Regions from separate parts of the Sus scrofa genome. Here region 1 is linked to region 2. A link is a contact called in public HiChIP or PLAC-seq data. All regions are on one chromosome and are shown on one strand. The core of a region is the stretch at or near the end of the contact, and the rest is flanking DNA. Distances in the headings are between cores, read along the strand shown. Region 1 overlaps PRPF38A (a long non-coding RNA gene). Region 2 overlaps SELRC1 (Sel1 repeat containing 1).

Region 1 (5,338 bases), core at 2,319-4,818, 270 kb after region 2:
ATGTAAGTTCCCAGACTAGGGGTCGAAATCAGAGCTACAGCTGCCACCCTATACCACAGCCACAGCAATTCGGGATCACAGCCATGTCTGAGACCTACACCACAGTTCATGGCAATGCTGGATCCTCAACCCATTGAGTGAAGCCAGAGATTGAACCTGCATCCTCATGGATACTAGTTAGATTCATTTCTGCTGTACCACAATGGTAACTCTAATTCTTATATTCTTGAATTTTTAAAATCACTTTTTTTTTTTTTTTTGAGTTTCTAGAAACTTGTTACTTTAACTTTTGGCAAGAAGAAGCCAGCATCTGTGATGATTCTTCTCTGATTAATGCTTATTTAACCTTAACTCAGTGTACTAAAAATAATGGAAAGGGGCTAGGGGAATTAACTTGTTTTTTTTTTTGTCTTTTTAGGGCCACAGGTGTGGCATTTGGCAGTTCCCAGGCTAGGGGTCAAATCAGAGCTGCAGCTGCCAGCCTGCACTGTAGCCACAGCAATGCAGGATCTGAGCCGCATCTGTGACCTACACCACAGCTCATGGCAATGCTGGATCCTTAACCCAATGAGTGAGACCAGGGATCGAATCCTTAACCTCATGGTTATTAGATTCGCTACTACTGAGCCACAATGGGAACTCTGGAATGAACTTTAAATTTTTTTTTTTTTTTTTTTTTTTTTTTTTTTTTTTTTTTTTTTGTGGCATATGGAAGTTCCCATGCTAGGGGTCGATTCTGAGCTACAGATGCCGGCCTACACCACAGCTACAATAATTCGGTATCCAAGCCGCATCTGCGACCTACACCACAGCTAACAGCAATCAATACTGGATCCCCAATCCGCTGAGCAAGGCCAGGGATCGAACCCAAGTCCTCATGGATGCTAGTTGGATTCATTTATGCTACGCCACAATGGGAACTCCTAAATTAGGTTGTTATATTCCATTATTACCTTTCCCCTGAGAACACATATCTCTTCATTCCTTGGTATTAAGAGGTCATTGTGCCCCATGGCAAAGCTTTTTTCAATTTTTTTATGTTTTGGCAAAGATTTTAAAACATTGTCAAAATTGTGGGAAATTAAATCAATTTAGTGGTTTGTACCCAACAATAAAACTGATACTGTGCAAGAAATATCAGAGTGTATTTTGCATAAGGAATAAGAATTTTTTTCCTGAAATGTTTTAGTACAAAATGTATATATGTATACAGAAGTTAGATGTAAAGTGTGTCTTTTATTGTGTGTGTGTGGCATGCGTAAGTTCACAGGCTAAGAGTTAAACTGGAGCTATAACCACTGACCTTTGCCACAGCAACTCGGGAGCCAAGCTGTGTCTGCAGCCTACACCACAGCTCGCAGCAATGCCGGATCCTTAACCCACTGAGTGAGGCTGGGGATAGAACCCATGTCCTCATGGATGCTAGTTGGGTTGTCACCACTGTGCCACCACAGGAACTCCAAAAGTGAATCTCTTAATATAGGCCAAAGAAAGGTGTAAAGCTATAGTTCTAAGACCTCACAAATCCAGTAGGCTAGCAGATAGATAACAGAAATGATCCTTCAGCAAGGTTTGTCCTTCAAATTCCATCTCCTCTAGAGAGAGGTTTGATGTGTCCACTCTACTTGCTTTATAGTTGATGCTCAGTAAGGTTTATTTCTGGCATTAAAAATTGTTGGGATTTTTGGGTGAGTTTATAAATTTGTATACTTCAAAAATAAAGTATACTTTTAAAATTTTAACAGTATATACTGGATGATGACTTGATTGGTCCATAGGTCATTCAGCCAGAAGACTTTGCTATTTAGAACACTCTGATAAGGAAATAATAGCTAAAAATCTCTGTAACAGATATAGATAGAGGTGCTTATATTTAATTTTTAAAGGCAGTTCTATATATAATTGTATGATGAAGCATAATACTCTTATGGACAACTCTTATTAGCTCAAGTATTATTAGGAGAGGAATCACCGAAGAACATGGAATCTCAAATATGATCCCAAATGCTTTAATACTGATACAAAGATCCTTCAGTTGAACAGCAAGCAAGGGAATGTTTAGCCTGTGACCAGATACGGCTTCCCAAGAACCAAATCCTGTGAGGCAGTTGGTCTTCGCAATTCTTGCCAAGGAGAGAGCTGCAGAAAGTCATTTGATCATTTTTTCCTTTTTAAAGGAGGAAAGGTAAGTACAGGTAGACAAAACTCTTCTGGTAAGGATCCCAACACCCTCTTGATTATCAATGCCTATGGGCACTATTCAGTCCTTCCTTTACTTCTGGGTCCTTAACACCTTTGGCTTCTTAACCCAGTCTCTCCTAATTCCCCTGCCTTGGAATGATTCATTTCAGTTTTCAATTGGCATTCACACTTCTTCCTCACTGGTGTTGGTGTTGCCTATGATTCTATTATCAGCTTTTCTTACATATGCACACACTCCCTGGGCAACCACATTTCATTCTGTACCTTCCACAATTACCTAAACATTGTCAGTTCAGAGCTAGGTCACTATGCTCAACTCTTGGTGCTTATTTCCAGTGGCTAAGCTTTATCTAGATACACCACAGTTCAAATCAAACTTCAAGTTGAACAATGCCATCATTTCACTACTACCACAACTCTCACTACCTGCCTTTCTAAAACCTGGTCTCTTCCTACTGTATATTTTGGTTTTGTGAATATTGGTGCTGTTGTCCAGCAATTCAGGTTAAAACCCTGAGTGGCATTAGATACTTTTCAATCTTGTTGCCCTACTACCTAGACTTGGAGAATGGCAATGCTTGTAGGATAAAAGCTCTGAGTACCTTAACCTGGAATTCAATTCAACACTGTACAAAAACAGTATATAAAAGGTGTTAAGTGTTACTATTTGTTGAATATTCAGTGCAACTGGATTAAATGATTCAGAAGAAGCTTTACAATTGAATGCATTCTTTTCTTACAAAGCTGCTAACCAGTCAGATTTCATGTTTATTACTACTTGCTGCTGCTGGAAATAAAAGCTGGAGCTAACATATTTTACTGACTTTGAGTTTTTACCATAATAGCAGTAGCACAAATCTCAGGATCCTCAGAAGAATTACAATCCTGTAGTAAACCAAAACTAAACCACAGAAAAATAGGAAATGGGTATATCAAATTTAATAGCAAAAGGTCACCGGGGGCTACATCCTCCCCATCATTCGTACCCTCTATCCAAATGCATTCTACCCTCATAATTTGAGTACAAACAAGGTTGGTCATACAAAGAGGTCAAAAGCAGCTTTTGGGAAGCATCATCCCTCAAATATGTGGATTACAATTCAAAAAGAGATACAAAACTCAGTACCTCTTTCATTAAAAAAAAAAAAGAAAAAGTGAAGAAACTTGGTGTTAAAAAACAAATCTAAAATATTCCCATAGCTGCCTGGGGAATAGATCTTCATTTGTTCTCCCACACAGATGCTGTCTCCTCCACAGAAGGCCATCTGGACTAAAACCAGACTGAGTCCATTACTCATTCCCTCTCCGGCTCTTCTTGTGGCTTTTCTTAGATCTGAAATGGCAACACATACAAATCATTAACAGCTGTTCGAGGTGCTGGGCAAAGACCTTTGAGGAAGACTGGTGTAACTGCTAACACTGATGGGGGTGGAGATGATACCCAATGTTCTTTAAAAGTGCTTGGTGTTTTAATGTGTAAGAGCAACACTGAGTTAGGCATTACTATCCAAATTTTACCACTGAGGAAATGACCTCTGAGAGGTTTAAAAGTGCACCTAACAGTATGGAGCATATAGAGGTTTCCAATGAAAGCTTATCAAGTGCAAGTGACTTATGCAATGTCACTGAACTGTTAAGTACTGAAAAGTTGGGGCTGAACCCCAGGTCTCTTGAAATTAAAGCTTATGCCCTTATTCAAAACTGCAATCCTATAAGGAAAAACAAAACACAAAATCTATACATAATTCTAATAATTCTCAGGGCAATAGCCCAACTTAGTCCTGATATTAGTAAGAATTCCTAAATATCTCTGAGAATACAAGGAATTTCAGGTCTAACTTAATTGTAATTGAGACTTTAGTTTCTGAATAAATATATTTTATATTTTTTTTCTTTTTAGGGTCACACCTGTGGCACATGGAAGTTCCCAGGCTAGAGGTCGAATTGGTACTCTAGCTGAGGCCTGTGCCACAGCCACAGCCACAGCAACACAGGACCCAAGCTGCATCTATGACCTATACCACAGCTTGTGGCAACATTGGATCCTTAATCCACTGAGCAAAGCCAGGGATTGAACTCGGATCCTCATTGAGACCACATCGGGTTCTTAATCTACTGAGCCACAATGGGAATTCCAAGAGTGAAATTCTTGAGTCAAAATAGAGGTTAATCCTGGAATTTCTGCTGTGGCACAGTGAGTTGAGAATCTATCTGTAGTGGCTTGGGTCACTGTGGAGGCTCAGGGTTTTTTTTTTTTTTTTTTTGGTTTTTATTTGTTTTTGCTTTTTAGGGCCACACTAGCAGCACATGGAATTTCCCAGGCTAGGGGTTGAATCAGAGCTACACCTGCCGGCCTACGCCACAGGAACAAGGCATCTGAGCTGCATCTGTGACCCACAACACAATTCATGCCAACGCCAGATCGCTGACCCACTGAGCGAGGCCAGGGATCAAACCTGCAGCCTCATGGACAATAGCTGGATTCGTTTCCGCTGAAGCCACAACAGGAACTCCAGAGGCTCAGGTTTGATTCACTGGTCCAGCACAGTGGGTAAGAGAATCTGGTATTGCCCCAGCTGCAGCTTGGATTCAGGAATTTCCATGTGCCGTGGGTGCAAGCCATTAAAAAAAAAAAAAGAATAGAGATTAATCCATACCTTTCGGGAGACTTTGAGTGGCTCCTGTGTCTGTGACTACGGTGATGACCTGGGGAAGGAAAGAATGTTGGATGAATGAGATTGTATCCTCCGGTTCCCCCACTGTCATTTCTACTAATTTCTTTCATTGGATTAATATCCTTTTTGGCCTATGCTAGGGAAACCTTGTTGGGAGCACCTCTCTTAACTGGTGTGTGTGATGTGGAGAGGAGAACTGATCCTACTTTGTGTCCGTTCAGGACTTTATGGTGAATTTCACAAACATCACATTGGGTATTTACCACTACTCTTGTTAGGCTTTATTCATATAATTTCAGATGAAAAAACTGAAGCTCATCATCCTATTGGCAACAATTGTGACTGTTACGATGTAAACTCTAATTTTCACATTCTATGTCCACTTCCTTTTTTTCTAGGCAGTAACAAAGTAGAGTACTTCTGTATTGCAGGAGGCTAATTGCTCCTATTATGCTTCTTTG
Region 2 (5,476 bases), core at 922-3,421:
TAATATAATCCAGTATATATTTAAATTAACAAACATTTAACAAGGTACTTATAAGACTCCATGATTTTGTTGTTATCTCCAGAGGGAGATATTATTATTTCACCTTCTTTTCCTATTTAGGCTTCCTTATTAGATACCACTTGAACAAAAGATTCCAAAAAAGCTGAAAGGTCTGTGTACTATACCAGGCCATCTTCCTTTCATGTTGCCTTAACTTAAAAGTATGTAAATTTTATTCAGAAATTGCTTCCTGGAGTTCTCATTGTGGCTCAGTGGTAACAAACCCAGTGTAGGATCCATGAGGATGCCAGGTTGATCCCTGACCCCTCTTGGTGGGTTAAGGATCTGGCATTGCTGTGAGCTGTGGTGTAGGTCACAGACTCGGCTTGGATCTAGTGTGGCTGTGGCGTAGGCCGGCAGCTGTGGCTCCGATTTGACTGCTAACCTGGGAACTTTCATATGCAGCGGGTGTGGCCCTAAAAAGCAAAAAAAAAAAGAAGGACATTGCTTCCTAACTTTGGCCTGAGACATTCAGATTCTGCCCGGGCTTGGATTGACTTTTTTCCCTTCCTCCCAGGTGGACTAACCCAGGATCTGAAAGCTGCCTCCAGCTGCTTTCTGATGGCATGTGAGAAGCCGGGAAAGAAGTCTGTGGAGGCATGTCACAACGTTGGGCTCCTGGCACATGATGGACAGGTCAATGAGGATGGCCAGCCTGATCTGCCGAGGGCCAGAGACTACTATACAAGGGCCTGTGATGGCAACTATGCCTCCAGCTGCTTCAACCTCAGTACCATGTTCCTTCAGGGGCCCCTGGCTTTCCCAAGGACATGGGCCTAGCATGTAAATACTCAATGAAAGCCTGTGACCTGGGCCATGTCTGGGCCTGTGCCAATGCCAGCCGGATGTACAGGCTAGGGGATGGTGTTGATAAGGACGAAGCTAAAGCTGAGGAGCTAAAAAATCGAGCCCGGCAGCTACACAAAGAACAGCAGAAAAGTGTCCAGCCTTTAACGTTTGGGTAGTGTAGCCACCCTACTGTGCAACAGACAGCTTGAGGCTGGCACCTCTATTTCTGATGCAGCCTTTGGAGGTCTACCTGCTGGAACAGAAAGACTTGGAACTTAATGGGTCTGGTTACACAGACACATTGCCCCAGAGTGTCACCTACTGAGATATAGCCTGAAATATTTATTTCAATTGGGATTCCTTTATCTGGTGGTTTCTGTGAAAACATCCACATTTATGGAATCTTGGTTCTCAAGCTCTTGAGTTCTGTGAAAAACAACTGCAAACTAGTGAGCCAGAGAGATTGTGGGGATGGAAAGGAGAGACAAAGAGCAGGACGTTGGAAAAATGAGCAGCCACAGGGCCTGAAGGAGTCAGACATCATCATCAACATTGTTTTAGTTTAGAGGGCTTGCAAATCAGAAAGTTTCTTTTTTTTTTTTCCTTTTTCAGCTGCACCCATGGCATGTGGACGTTCCTGGGTCAAGGATCAAATCCAAGCTGCAGCTACAGCTGCAACCTACACCATAGCTGCAGCAACACCAGATCCTGAACCCACAGTGCCACAGAGGGAGTTTCAGAAATCAGAAAGTATCTTGCTTTACATAATAGCAGGTTTAAGAAACTAAGAACAGTTAAATAGTATGACTGCCACCTTCGGACGTATATAACCACTGGTGTGGACTTCCTTTTTGCCTTTAGAGTCAGATCTTTCACCAGATTCAGAGATTGAGAGTTCTATGTGATACAAAGACCATTATGCTTCAGGGTAGCTGAAGAGGATAAAACACGTCTGCCTTTAGTGGAGACATTCACACGTTAAAAGTTCACATCCCCAAGCCACTCATCTGGCACTGCTTATTCCCAAGGTAACTTCAATTGGGGATTTATAAACAAGGGCTTTGTAGCCCATTTTGTTCTTACAAATAAACCATTTTGATTGATTAGTAGTTTATGGTATTAGTGTTCTTTCCAGATTCTGGGTTGGGTGAATATTATGTTCTTCATGGTGCCTTTTAAGAATGTTTGTTTTTTCTGTTATCTTCCTTACGTACACTAGGGGGCGAGCTTGTTTTCCTGCTGATGACACGATCGGTATTTCTGTCACCACTTAATACTTTGGGGCTTTCAGTTTTGCAGCTGTCCTAGGAGGAAGGCTCGCTGTGTAGAGGAAGGTACTTGTACGGACAGCCTGCAAGCTTCTCAAGTTGAGCGAAATCAGAGAGAGACTTTCCTAAGAGCAGAGAAGAAGTTTCAGAAGTGAGTTTATTTTTAAAATGTAAAGTAACTTTCATAGTGTTTAAGATAAACTGTGTAGACAGACCGCAAGCATATAAAAAAACCCTCAACATTGCGAATCAAAACCACAATGAGATAATTACCTCACACCCATCAGGATGGCTGTTACCAAAAAGAAAAAAAAAAAAAAAGGCATGTATTGGAGACGATACAGAGAAATTAGAAGCCTTACCCATTGTTGGTGGGAATGTAAAATGGTGCAGCCACTGTGGAAAACCATATGTCAGTTCCTCAAAAAATTAAACAGGATTACCATATGGTCCAGTAATTCCACTTCAGGGTATATATCCAAAAGAATTAGTAACAGGGTCTCCAAGAAACATTTGTATACCCCTCTTCAAAGCAGCAATCGCAAAAGCCGAAAGATGGAAACAACCCAAATGTTTATAAATGGATGAACAGATGAACCAGATAAACATATGTTTATGTTCAAACATAAAAGGGAATGTTATTCAGCCTTGAAAGGAAGGAAACTAAGAAATGGATGAACCTTGAAGACATTACGCTAAGTGAAATAAGTGTGATAAAAAGACAAATATTATATGATTTCACTTAGTAAGTTGTTTAAACGTCATAAGTACCTAATTCATAGACTGAAAGTAGGATGGTGGTTGCCACATGGCAAGGGGAGGGGAGGAATGGGGAGTTGTTAATGAGTGTAGTGTTTAAATTTTGCAAGATGAAGTTCTAGAGATTAACCTACACAAAAATGTGAATATTCTTAACACTACTAAACTGGTTCTTTTTTTTTTTTTTTTTTAATTGGTTGCATCCATGGCTTGCAGAAGTTCCTGGGCCAGGATTGAATCCACACCACAGCAGGAACCCAAGCCATAGAGCAGTGACAACACAGGATCCTTACCCACTAAGCCACAGGGAAACACCCAAACTGTATTTTTAACATGAAGATGATAAATTTTATGTTAATGTGTATTTTACCAGAATTTTAAAAAACTAAATTTTTTTTGTAAACATTAAATTTTGTAAAAATGGGGAGTTCCCGTCATGGTGCAGTGGTTAACGAATCCGACTAGGAACCATGAGGTTGCGGGTTCGGTCCCTGCCCTTGCTCAGTGGGTTAACGATAGGGCGTTGCCGTGAGCTGTGGTGTAGGTTGCAGAGGCGGCTCAGATCCCGTGTTGCTGTGGCTCTGGCGTAGGCCGGTGGCTACAGCTCCGATTCAACCCCTAGCCTGGGAACCTCCATATGCCGCGGGAGCGGCCCAAGAAATAGCAACAACAACAACAGACAAAAAAAAAAAAAATTTTTTTTTGTAAAAATGCAAAACTTGACGGTTTTGGTTCTAAAAGTAATATGTTCTCATGAGATGCAGTTTGGAGCATGGAAGAAGAAACGCTTAACCCTCACTGTCTTTTACCACCTATCAGCATATTTCAGCCCAAATACGCTGTTGTTTAACTGTTTTTTTAAGAATCACATCTTTTCAGTGGAATAATGGATTTTGTAATTTTGAAGAATTGGGTTAACTTGATTTTTGGTGGCAGATGTGCTGGGTTATTTTTTTATGGACCAGTTCCTGCCTGGGACCCGTGGTGCCAGCCTCCTTGCATCACACACTTAGGTGGGGCTGGGAACGATGGAGTGAGCATGAACAGTCTCCAAATGTTATGCTTCACAAAGGCTGTTAAAATGCAAAGGATAGCAATACACTGTACAGCAAGGTCCAAGGCCATTTCACATCTAGGTTGCTATGGGAAGAAATAGATTGTTAGAGCCAGAATGGCTGAGTTTCTCACTTTTGTGCAACCTTTGAGGCAAGGTTTGAAAAGGGGTTTTCACACTGTGGTCACAGTGAGCAGTATCATGACTCTGTCTTCTGGCCAGTGGGTAACAATTTTCCAGTACTTTTTCTCTATTCCAGGCTTGGGCTGGATGGTCTAATGGAGAAGGAGTTTCATAATTGACTAGTGGTTTGTGTTCTCCTTAGTGTTCTAAGTCTCACGGTGCATTGCTTGGTGCTGTGAGAAAGAAAGGGAAGCAGGGGTCCCACAGAGGGAGGGGAAGGCAGGGGTGTCTAGAGATTTGGGTTTTATCTTGTGGTCATGCGGAGTCACTGACAGGTTCGGAGCAGGAGAATGCAATGATCACGTTTGGAAATGAGCTCACCGTGGTGTGGAAAATGGATTAAAGAGCCGTATGTGGGAGTAGAAGAGTGGAGTCAAGCATGAGATTAAAAAACCCACAGATTTCTTTAGCTTGGCCACTGAGGTGGACAGGGGAGCCATTCCTATTGACTGGGAGCCTGAGTTCAAAGTGGGAACAAAAAAGTTCTTTTTAATTTAGAAATATTTTTACATTTTGTCAAAGTTTTATGAAATTGCCTAAAATATTTGTAAAAGGCAACCTGGCAGAGGAAAAATGCATAGGCTTCAGACCCTGTGTATGTGGGCAACTCTGACTTAGTCAAAGAATAACAAATATGAGTATTAAAGAATGAGAAGATACAAATTAAAAAATAATTTTATGTTTTTTAAAAAGTATCAAGTATTCACTTTGGGGAAAAATTTCAAAACTTACTTGGCTTCCTGACATTCCTATTGGAGTTTAGATCTCTTCTATTTTGAAATCTACATTAAGGCTGGGAGCACCAGACTTTTTCCAGTTCTTAGGTCTAAATGTCTTAACAGCGTGCGGAAAGTTCTCAGGCAAGGCATCGAACCCACAGCGCAGGAGCAACCCATGCCGTTGCAGTGACAATGCACGCAGCCACAAGAAAACACCAGGTCTAAAGGTCTTGACCTGCCTTCCAACCTGGGTTTTGCCTTTCACTGACCGTGTGACCTTGGGCAAGTTACCCAACCTTCCAGGTCTCGATTTTGTCACCTCTCGTGTAGGGATAATAACACCTTCTACTTGGGTTGTTGGGAAGATTAAATAGGAACTCCTATCATAGGATAACCATTTCTTGAAGAAGATTTTTAGGGGACCAGATTTTACAGTTAGATAGCTGTTTTCTCTCCAAGTGGCAATGTTAGCTCGAGAGGCAGTCTGGCTTTTAAAATAGGCTGCCTTTGCTGTCACTGTTTTCACATCCAGGGGGCTGATGGGCCTCAGCACTCCGGGGGTTCACAGGGCATCAAACAGCTGCAGGAGGCAGGCCTGGTGAGGGGTGGGGGTGGGCCTGCCTCCTGCCTCCTGCCTCTTCCCT

What was found. HiChIP or PLAC-seq counts read pairs in DNA pulled down with a chosen protein or histone mark.
Region 1: an H3K27ac HiChIP or PLAC-seq map of skeletal muscle shows a contact between it and region 2, with 6 times the contacts expected there. The contact joins two enhancer-like sites. A contact is called at or near these places in 1 of 5 promoter capture datasets (fetal skeletal muscle), 7 of 47 Hi-C or Micro-C datasets (embryonic fibroblasts, fetal skeletal muscle, fibroblasts and 2 more) and 1 of 2 datasets of contacts at active chromatin or transcription factors (skeletal muscle).

What each region holds. Positions count from the first base shown.
Region 1 is chr6:159,795,778-159,801,115 of Sscrofa11.1, forward strand. It overlaps PRPF38A (a long non-coding RNA gene), which reads right to left. Exons shown (of 10, transcript XR_002345201.1): 9 at 4,860-4,908; 10 at 2,915-3,535. Among named protein-coding and RNA genes, the nearest start is that of PRPF38A, 21 kb to the right of the region's middle. Within about 2 kb of position 3,569, at least 1 of the 83 cell types and tissues checked has an H3K27ac peak or open chromatin away from gene starts, as enhancers often do. A contact at or near this core is called in skeletal muscle, where this site is marked.
Region 2 is chr6:159,527,025-159,532,500 of Sscrofa11.1, forward strand. SELRC1 (Sel1 repeat containing 1) reads left to right here. Exons shown (of 4, transcript NM_001243594.1): 3 at 578-808; 4 at 811-1,958. The coding sequence ends at 1,025. Among named protein-coding and RNA genes, the nearest start is that of SELRC1, 18 kb to the left of the region's middle. Within about 2 kb of position 2,172, at least 17 of the 83 cell types and tissues checked have an H3K27ac peak or open chromatin away from gene starts, as enhancers often do. A contact at or near this core is called in skeletal muscle, where this site is marked.